Regions from separate parts of the Mus musculus genome. Here regions 1 and 2 are each linked to region 3. The links are chromatin contacts, called in public Hi-C and HiChIP or PLAC-seq maps. All regions are on one chromosome and are shown on one strand. The core of a region is the stretch at or near the end of the contact, and the rest is flanking DNA. Distances in the headings are between cores, read along the strand shown.

Region 1 (3,093 bases), core at 330-2,829, 120 kb before region 3:
GGCCAGCCTGGTCTACAGAGTGAGTTCCAGGACAGCCAGGGGCTACACAGAGAGACCCTGTCTCAAAAAAAAAAAAAAAGTTTTGGGCTGGTCAGTGGTGCGTATGCCTTTAATCCCCTTCCCTCAAAAATATTTTTAATTTTGTGTATATCTGTGCACACAAATGCAGGTGCTACTGCTGGCCACAAGAGGGCACCAGATCCCTTGGAGCCAGGGCTGTTCCAGGTGTTTGTGAGTTGCTCTATGTGGAGGCTGAGTTTGAACTTGGATCCTTCTGCCAAGAGTAAGAGTAGCAAGTACTCTTAACCACTGAGCCATCTCTCCAGCCTTGATTTAAAAGAAAACAGTTCAAATCTTTTTTTCTTTTTCTTTTTCTTTTTCTTTTTCTTTTTCTTTTTCTTTTTCTTTTTCTTTTTCTTTTTCTTTTTCTTTTTCTTTTTCTTTTTCTTTTTCTTTTTCTTTTTCTTTTTCTTTTTCTTTTTCTTTTTCTTTTTCGAGACAGGGTTTCTCTGTGTAGCCCTGGCTGTCCTGGAACTCACTTTGTAGACCAGGCTGGCCTCGAACTCAGAAATTCGCCTGCCTCTGCCTCCCGAGTGCTGGGATTAAAGGCATGCGCCAGTTCAATTCTTTAGTGCCTTAATGTATATTAATTCCTACAAGACCTTAACGAACAGTTTTAAACTTTTACCACATTAGCATGTCATATACACTTTAAAATACTAACATCCACAAGCCTGAGCCATGCACACACCAGGCTAGTGCTACTACCAGCCAGGTCCAGAGGCCCAGCATTGTTTTTCTTCTTCTTCTTCTTCTTCTTCTTCTTCTTCTTCTTCTTCTTCTTCTTCTTCTTCTTCTTCTTCTTCTTCTTCTTCTCCTTCTCCTTCTCCTTCTCCTTCTCCTTCTCATTCTTCTCCTTCTTCTTCTTCTCCTTCTTCTTCTTCTCCTTCTTCTTTTTTGATTTTTGAGACAGGGTTTCTCTGTGTAGCCCTGGCTGTCCTGGAACTCACTCTGTAGACCAGGCTGGCCTCGAACTCAGAAATCCGCCTGCCTCTGCTTCCCGAATGCTGGGATTAAAGGTGTGTGCCACCACGCCCGGCCATTGTTTCTTCTTTTTAAAAAATTATTTTTTGTGTGCATGTGCGTTTTGCTTGCACGTTATGTCTGGGATCACGTGAACGCCTAGTGTTCATGGAATCCAGAGGAGAATGTTGTGTCCCTTGGAACTGGCGTTACCGAGAGTTATGAGCCGCAGTATGGGATGCTGGGACCCGAAGTCCTGTCCTTTCCAAGAGCAGTGTGTTGTTCCTACCTGCTGAGCCATCTCTCCAGCCCCTATTTTTTGTTTTATTCCTTAACAGTGTGTAATTACCCAGCTGTGTTTAGTGCCCTGGCATTGACATTGTTTAGCTGTAGTAATCAGCAGGGGGTTACCTGGAGAGCCTTAAGAACTTGCAACAATGTTTAGAAGAAATGAGTGAGCAGGTGCAGAGCTTTGGGGAATGGCAACCAGACAACATTCGGTTCTCCACAGAGCATCAGTCTGGGAAGCTCAATATCGATCTGTTGCCAGCAGAGGGAGCCAGTGGGACGCCAGTAGAGGAAAGAACGCTTGCTTTCTGGCGAATGCTTGGGCAGGAGCCCTCTGTGGTCCAGTGACATTCAGGGGGCTCAATCCCAGCTGTGTATGCTAAGGACGCGTGTTCTCTCGACCACAGACAGAGACTGAGCGCCTCGGGCCTTGCATACAAGAAGTGGTTTCCAACCACCCCTCTCCCCTTCAGACCTCTCTGCCTCACCGGCGCCCCTGACTGTGGTCCCAGGATAAAAGTGATGTCATCTGACAACCAGGTGCTCAGACTGTTTGACATGCAGTCTAGTGCAGTAGTGAGTGGCATCCCCTTCCAACGTCGCCGTTTTGTGTGTCCTCTAACTCAGTCCCAGGAAGGTTTCTGGCTTCTTATATGACTGAAGTTACTACCCCATTGCTTACTAAGCGACAATCTGGGTCAAAGGTTGACTCCTAGTTCCTGACTATACCTTGAATCCTTGGTGGACCTCTTTTTGTTTGATTGATTTTTGGGTTTGGGGGTTTGTTTTTACATAATTTTTTTTAAAAAATGTATGTATGCACTGTGAAAACTTTGTCTGCCTAAGTGGATGTGGGTCACTTATGTGCCTGGTGTCCTGGGAGGGCCGAAGAGGACGTCAAATCCTCTGGAACTGGAGTTACTGACAGTTGTGAGCCACCTCGTCGGTACTGGGAGCCAAACACTGGAAGAGTAGCAAGTGCTCTTAAAATCTGAGCTCTCTCAAGTCTCTGATTTTTTTTTAAGGCGCGCGCACGTGTGTGTGTGTGTGTGTGTGTGTGTGTGTATGTGTGTGTTTGTGTGTATGTGTCCAAGACAACTTGTGGGAATCAGTTCTCTCTTCCTACCACATGGGTCCCAGAGATGGAACCCTGTCACCAGGCTTGGCAGGGAGCAAGCACCTTTAGCAGATGGGACATCTCACCAGCCCCAGATTTAGGGGTTTTGTGACATATCTCATGTAGCCCAGATGGGCCTCTTGCTCACTGTAGAGCTGAAGATGGTCTTGTACTCCTGATTGTCCTGCCTCTGCCTCCGAGACCTGGGACTACGGGCGAGTGCTATGCTATCCTGCCAGCCTTGCAGTGGGCATCTTGAGCTGTAGTCTGTGTGTGGTCCCAGGTCTTCATAAGAGGCTGTGACAAAGCTGTCACAGGAAAGCCAGGCACCTGCAGTTAGGGACCAGCTGCTGCCAGTGGGGTCAACAGAGGCTACCCAGCTGTGGACCTTTGCCTATGTCGATGAGGCTGGTAAAATGGAAAGAAACCTAAGCCCTGGGTCTCGTCTTCCTCCTCAGAGGATCCCCCTGGAGGGGTGTGTTTGAAGCAAACAGTAGCCCAGTTCCCCTTGGAACACCTCATTGAAGGCTCTGCAGGTATCAGTTGACCTGGTCACTCCCTGAGGGCATTTCTGCATTCATCTTCCTGGGGCAGGTCCAGCTGCCAAGTTCTCAGGACTACCTGGAAAGAGCTGGGAAGGCTGGAGCAGGGGAGGTTGGAAACAG
Region 2 (3,421 bases), core at 160-2,659, 99 kb before region 3:
ACATGGAGCATGTGTATGTGTGTGAACACATATGTGTGAGCATGTGTGTATGTGTGTATGTATGTATGTGTAGGCACATGTGTGTATGTGTGTGTGTGTGAGCCAGAGGTGACATCTAGCATCTTCCTGTATTGGTTTCACTTAACTTATTTATTTTATTTTATTTTTTTATGTGAACTGGTGTTTTACCTGCATGTATATCTGTGTGAGGGTGTTGGATCATGGAATTGGAGTTACAGATAGCTTTGAGCTGCCATGTGGGTGCTGGAAATTGAACCTGGGTCCTTTGGAAGAGCAGCCAGTGCTCTTAACCACTGATCTATCTCTCCAGCCCCTCCTCCTTACTTTTGAGACATGGTCTCTCATTTATCTTTGAGCTTGCTGATTGGCTGTCTGGCTAGCCAGCAAGCCCAGGGATCCACCTCTCCAACTCCCCAGGAAAGATGCACTCGATGCCCAGCCTTTTAAATTTTTATTTTTTTTTTTAGTGTGGGAGTTTTAGACGCAGGTCCTCATGCTCGTACAACAAGCACTTTACTCCATAGCCATCACCCCAGACACTAAATTTATTTTTTGTTTTGAGACAAGGCTCAGCAAATTGCTGATACTGGTCTTAAATCTTCCTGCCTCAGCCTCTCGGTAGCCCGGATCAAAGGTCTTCATGACCAATCCCAGCTTCCGTTCTTGAATTTTATGAGAGCCCTATTTTCTACTGACAATGCTGTTCACATTACACGGCTCCTATTCTGTCGATATCACTGTGAACTGTGCACAGAGAAACAACTCAGGTCCTGAGATTCTGGTCAAGCCCCAGGCTGAGAGAACCTAGGGGCAGAGGAGACTTGGCAGCTTTGTGGGCAAGCCAGGCGACCTGGAAGCCCTGAGGAAGAACACTGGCCCAGCCTCTGGAGAGATCTCATGGTGACCTTGTCAGAGGGCTGCTTCTTAGGGCCTGTTGAGCACCAGGTTCAAGAACAAAAGTGCAGGCCATGCCTGAAGGTGCAGTTCTCTCTGCAGGACAAGGCTGGTTAGAGACAGGTGGTGTTACCTGCACTCAGTCCTGGAACTGACTGTTGAGAGAGGATGTGGCCTGAACCGGGGCAGCCCCATCATCAGCAAGACACATCCATACATCCATAGTCCCCCACAACCCCAACCCTGGTCTGTCTCACAGAAACTGTGTCTCACTCACTGCACAGCACAAACCTGAAGTCCACACCTGCTCCCCCCCCCCCAACTTCACTCAAGGGATTTGGGGACTGGGAGAATTCTGGGAAGGGTGTCTCCTGGCTTCATGGTTAGCCTCAACTGTCAACTTGACACACCTGTGAGGGAAACCTCAATGGAGGAATTGCCTAGATTGGGTTTGCCTGTGGGCGCATCTGTGGGAGGTCTCTGTGATAGCTAACTTATGCAGAATGGCCCAGCCCACCGTGGATAGCTGGAATGTGGGTGTGGGCAGATAGTCCTGGCTGTGTAAGAAAGCTAACAAAAGAAAAGAAAGAAAGAAAGAAAGAGAGAGAGAGAGAGAGAGAGAGAGAGAGAGAGAGAGAGAGAGAGAAAGAAAGAAAGAAAGAAAGCGAGCAAGCTAACTAAGCAGGAGAGCAGGAGAGAGTGAGCCGGCAAGCAACTTCCCCATGGTTCCTGCCTCCGGGCTCCTGCGAGCTTCTGCCCTGGAGATAAATGTAAGCCAAACAAACCCTCCCTCCTCCAACCCTTGCTTGCCCCCCACCCCCCCACAACCCAAGGTGCTTTCAGTACAAAATTTATCACAGCAACAGTGAGCAAACTGTAACACTGGGGTGTGGCACCTTCCTCCGTGATGTGTCATGTGATGTGCCCATACTTGGGCTCCGATGGGGATTAGGTTCATTTATTTTGTTTAATCACACAGTCACAGCCTACACTCCTCTTTTTCCTGGTGGGCAGCCAAGTGGGAGGGAGGCTGCTTGGTTGCCATGGAGACAGGGGAACCTGCCCCTCTGGGTACCCCCAGGTCACCTTTTGGGATGCTCAGGTACAGTATCTCCCAGTCAGCTCCACGGTTGCAGGAGGACTCTGGTCTCTGCAGTCGAGTCCAGTGGCACTTGGCTGGTGATAGGCTTGAGGGTGCAGCCCGTGGCTGGGGCTGTGGGGGTGGTTCAGGTTTGGTGTGAGGCTTCTCAGGCAAGGGCAACACCTCAGGGGCGTGTCCCCCCTTCCCATCCCTTCATCCTCTGCACTCTTAGCCCTGTGGGAGCTCACCCCTAAGGGGGTCTTCTACCCTGATCCCCCTCTTTAGCATCTTCTGGATAGCACCTAGCTTCTCCAATGTTCTGTCTTGCTAGTTCTAGCCCGCCATTTCTGTGTAACTCTTCCTCAGTCCCTCTTGTTACCCGTGCAGACAGCCTCTGCTCTCCAGCCCTCTGTCTTCATTTGCCTGAACTCCTGGTTAGGAAAAAAGATTTGTAGACTCTGTAGATACTCAACAAGAGAGGCTACAAGCCCTGCAGCAAGAATCAAAGCCACAGCCACAGCCACGGCCGAGGCCACAACCATGGAGACCATTGCAGTTAGGGTGACTTCCCATGGCCTCAGCTGGCCTGGTTAGGCTCTCCCTTTGCTTCCTGCAGTGGGTGGCCTTGTGCTGGTGACGCTGGGGTTGTAGCTACTATGATGTTGATGTTGGAGGCTGTGGTCACTATGCTGGATCCACAGGTCCCAGGAGCTGCCACAGGTGGCTCCAGGGAGATTTGCTGTGGGTTCTCCAGGGTCAGAGCTTGTGATGCTCTGACAGGAGCCTGGAGTGGGGTTGGGGAGAGAGAGTGGCTGGTCATTTCCATTGCAGGGTTAGCTTAGTTTAGCAGCTACTAACATACTTATATTAATTAGTATATTATATTACCTATGGGACAATATCATTATTGCCACTATTAGTATATTACACTAATATACTAATAATATTTTATCATATTATTTATTACATTAGTATATTATACTACTTATAACGACAATAATGATAGCCAGTCACTTACTGGGTCTATGTTCCAAGCATTGTGCAAAGTGCCGCCCACATAGGAATCAATGCCGAAAATCCGTACAGTGTCTCCATGAGATAGGATCTGTTATCTTCCAAATTTTAGAGACAAGGAGACTGAAAGTAAGCAAATAAAGCAACTGGTTCCTGGCAGACAGTGGTGGGGCAGGCTTAATTCAAAGAAGTCTGACTCCAGAGCCAGCTCTCAGCCGTAACTACCATACACCTGCGTGCAGGAGGCAGTGGCTTGTGGTCACAGTGGGGCAGTTCTGTTGATACTCCGGTCTTTTGCAAGGTTTCACAGATATAGTGCATGAAGAGAAAGTGGAGGGCCCAGAATGCACACAGCAACCTTCCAAATGGCGTTGTATCCCTCTAGAGAAGATAGCCAAAAGGAAGCAGGTT
Region 3 (3,081 bases), core at 229-2,728:
CCACCACGCCTGTCTAATTTTATTAAGTATTACCTGGACCTCAAGTAGCTTTAAAGACAACTCCTCCATTAAATTCCATCTTCCATCATTTAAAAATTAAGGACCGTTCATGAATTTCCGTGTCATGCTTGTATAGGGGCCGCATTAGTCTTCTCTGTATCTTTCCAATTTTAGTATATGTGTTGCCGAAGCCAGCACCACTCCACACAGATCTTGACATCTTCTGTGTGTGCGTTTGATTTCTTTGTGTTGCTTTGGGGCGGGGAGAAGGACTGGTTAGTTGCTTGGGTTTTGTTGTCTCACTGTGTAGCCCTGGCTAGCCTGGAACTCAGAGAGATTCTCCTGCCTCTGCCACTCGAGTGCTGGAACTAAAGACCTGTACTCCTAACAGCAAGATAGTTGGTTGGGGTTTTTGTTTGTTTGTTTTGTTTTGTTTGAGACAAGGTCTCAAGTTCAACTACGATGCCAAGGAAGGCTGACCTTCAGTTCTTTATCACCAGAGGCTAATTACAGGTGTGTGCCACAAACCCCGAGGTAATCTATAAAGTCAGATCTCACCATTTAGCGAATACTAAACGGCAGACACAAGCTCCTATAATCAGAAGACAAAGTGAGCCACACGCAGGCCCTGAGGTACAGGATCCTCAGAGAACGGAGCCACCCACCCCCAAACATCCAGAGTGACTGAGCCAGAGGGAAGCCAAGAGCAGGCAGGAACAGGTGGGACTCAGGTGGGAAGAACAGCAAGAAAAACAAGGACCATCTCTCCCTGTTCTCAAGCATTCTACTGTGTGTGACCTGTCCCTACAGTGAGTGCCACACGAGTCTGGACACACCTCCATCCTTCTCAGCCACTCAGTTGTAGGCCAGCCGGGCGGTGGCTGGGAGAGGGGGTGCTGAAAAGAATTGCCTGGCCAGAAAGGGAGCCTGGGAGCGTTGCTCATTGGGCGGTGACCTCGTCTCTTGGCACAACCCGGCAACCACGGAGCGTGGCTGGTCTGGTAGGTTGGGCGTCAGGCTGGCTCCCTCTGGCCTGGGCAGCTTAACCGAGCATGTCCGTAAGCATGGCACCGGAGGTTGAGGGGTAGGCACCGATAGGATGACTCAGTGGGCTACATATGCGCGCACCTGTCCTCTTGGAGTTAGGTTCTCCCCTCACCCAAGAAAAGAGAGGTCCTCGCTCTCTTTTCGGAATAGTTTCTCGGAAAGTCAGGACCCTCTGCTTTGGATGGAGAGTCAAAATCCCGGGGCAGCAAACATAACTGGGGTTCCCCAACCCGCTCCCCTTGCCTCTTGCTCGTCCCCGCCTCAGTCCCTACCTCTCATGGCTCTCCGGGGCGGACCCGGGCGTCAGGCCCCGGCTTGGGGCCTCCTCGGCGGCGGGGCGCGGGAGGGGAGCGCAGGCGCCGGCGGGGCTCGGGTGTCGGGAGGCGGCTCCCGCGAGCAGCTGTCGGGGGCCTGTTCCGGGGAGAGGAGCCAGCGCGGGGCCGGATCGCGCCCAGGCGCCGCCTCCCCGCGCCCGTCCCCCGCCGGTACTCCCGCCCCGGCGCCCGCGCTCCCACGCCCGGCGCCGCCCCTCGCTCCTCTCCTAGTGCGGTACCCGCCCTGCAAGTGCTCCCCAGCGCGTAGCCTCCACTAGGTGATCCGCACGCCCATCCCCCGCCACCCCGATGCTGGGGTACAGCAGCACCATCAGGGGCCCGCTAAGCCCCCTAGGGACCCCGCGCGGTGGCTCGGGGGTGGGGAGAGTTGGCGCCGTCCCTCCTCCCCTTTTTCTGGGCTCGGTTCCTGGAGAGAGGGAGAGAAGCACGGAGAAGCGGCCCCAGGGCACGCAGGAAGGAACGGGTTCCCACAGGCCCAGCACCGGAGCGAGAGCTGCAGCCCGGCTGGGGGAAGGGAGCCGGGCTCACCTGTCTAGCCAGACCCTCTAGGTTCACACTCCACCCCATTTGTCACCATTTGGCACACACCCCTCCTCCGGATCCCAACCTAAATCACTCCCCCCATCCCCGCGCGCCCCAAGTCTGAGAGCCGGTCACACTCTTTTAGTCTCAACTTTTTTCTGTTCCCTTCTTCCAGAACCTCTCCCCAGCTTGGCAGCTCCCTCCTGTCTTCTCAGGATCCCTGAGATTCAAACCCCCAAGCTCCGGATCCCCCTGGGATCCCTGCTTCATCCAGGCTAACTCTGCAGTCTTTCTCAGGCAAGCCTCCCTCAGTCCCAGTCAGTCAGCTCGGTCCCTGGTGGAAGCCGCAGAGTCTGGCTTCTGGCAAGGAGAAGGGCAAAATGGAGCCAAGACGAGGTGGGGGTGGGGGAGGAAGATAGATAGGCGCCCTGAAAAATAAAGACACTGCCCAAAGCACAGGAACGCATGACCCAGGGATACAAGGAGACAATGAACGGAGAGAGCTGCTGAGCCATGGACCGGAGAGATAGAGGCAGGGAGGACAACAGAGCTAGTGTGGGAGTGTGGGAGGTGTTCCGTCCCATTCAGCACCACCTGTCATTCCTACCTCTCTCCAACGCCACCCCCCCCCCCATACCTGCCAAGTCCCCGGATAATGTCAGGTCACAGTAAAGTCTCCGGTCTCACCACCCGGTTACAAACACATCCCAACTGACTCAAAACTCACACCCAAAAAGCATTTCCAAAGAGTCTCAAGAAAGACACGAAGTCCAAACAAACCAAGACAAGTACACACAAAAAACCTACCAGGAAGATAAGCTGCCCCTAGGGAGAAGCCAAGGCAGGCTGGGTCTCCAGTTTACAAACCCAGGGACGTTCCAGCTGCTGAAGGACCTGCTAATGGCTCCCATGGCCACTGGGAGAACTGCCTACGACCTTTTCACCTAGACCTTAGGGGACACCCACCCCGACTCCCCAAATCACCTACCCCTCTGCAGACAGCGATTGGAAATCTGGGTCCTGCAGAGACTGGGCGGGGTGTGGAGCTTGGCTGGGGGTGGGGCCAAGGTTTCCCAGTAACCTCACCTGCGCTGGCGGCAGCCCCTCCTCCCAGGAGGGCCGCTCTGGGGAAGCCCGGGACAGGACTAGCAATGCTTCAGCCCCTCACGCCCGTGAC

The links. A called contact is a pair of places that touch in the nucleus more often than the background predicts. HiChIP or PLAC-seq counts read pairs in DNA pulled down with a chosen protein or histone mark.
Region 1: a contact with region 3 is called in a Hi-C map of cerebral cortex, with 2.1 times the contacts expected there. The contact joins the enhancer-like site here to the promoter of Ddr1 in region 3. A contact is called at or near these places in 21 of 39 promoter capture datasets (the 3T3-L1 cell line, 3T3-L1-derived adipocytes, the C10 cell line and 13 more), 2 of 15 datasets of contacts at CTCF or cohesin (CD8 T cells and embryonic stem cells), 8 of 484 Hi-C or Micro-C datasets (cerebral cortex, embryonic stem cells, lens fibers and 1 more), 16 of 115 datasets of contacts at active chromatin or transcription factors (astrocytes, craniofacial prominence, embryonic stem cells and 9 more) and 3 of 9 other capture datasets (adipose tissue, liver and pancreatic islet).
Region 2: an H3K27ac HiChIP or PLAC-seq map of embryonic stem cells shows a contact between it and region 3, with 17 read pairs. The contact joins the enhancer-like site here to the promoter of Ddr1 in region 3. A contact is called at or near these places in 11 of 39 promoter capture datasets (the C10 cell line, the HPC-7 cell line, cranial neural crest and 7 more), 2 of 484 Hi-C or Micro-C datasets (both in embryonic stem cells), 11 of 115 datasets of contacts at active chromatin or transcription factors (T-cell acute lymphoblastic leukemia, astrocytes, embryonic basal ganglia and 5 more) and 3 of 9 other capture datasets (adipose tissue, liver and pancreatic islet).

What each region holds. Positions count from the first base shown.
Region 1 is chr17:35,582,897-35,585,989 of GRCm38.p6, forward strand. No RefSeq gene overlaps it. Among named protein-coding and RNA genes, the nearest start is that of Gm41577, 4.2 kb to the right of the region's middle. Within about 2 kb of position 1,580, at least 22 of the 459 cell types and tissues checked have an H3K27ac peak or open chromatin away from gene starts, as enhancers often do. A contact at or near this core is called in cerebral cortex and pancreatic cancer cells, where this site is marked.
Region 2 is chr17:35,600,097-35,603,517 of GRCm38.p6, forward strand. No RefSeq gene overlaps it. Among named protein-coding and RNA genes, the nearest start is that of Gm41577, 13 kb to the left of the region's middle. Within about 2 kb of position 1,410, at least 32 of the 459 cell types and tissues checked have an H3K27ac peak or open chromatin away from gene starts, as enhancers often do. A contact at or near this core is called in embryonic stem cells and pancreatic cancer cells, where this site is marked.
Region 3 is chr17:35,699,112-35,702,192 of GRCm38.p6, forward strand. Ddr1 (discoidin domain receptor family, member 1) reads right to left here and starts at 1,479. Exons shown (of 18, transcript NM_001198833.1): 1 at 1,320-1,479. It overlaps LOC115488883 (a small nuclear RNA gene), which reads right to left and starts at 198; the gene lies at 92-198.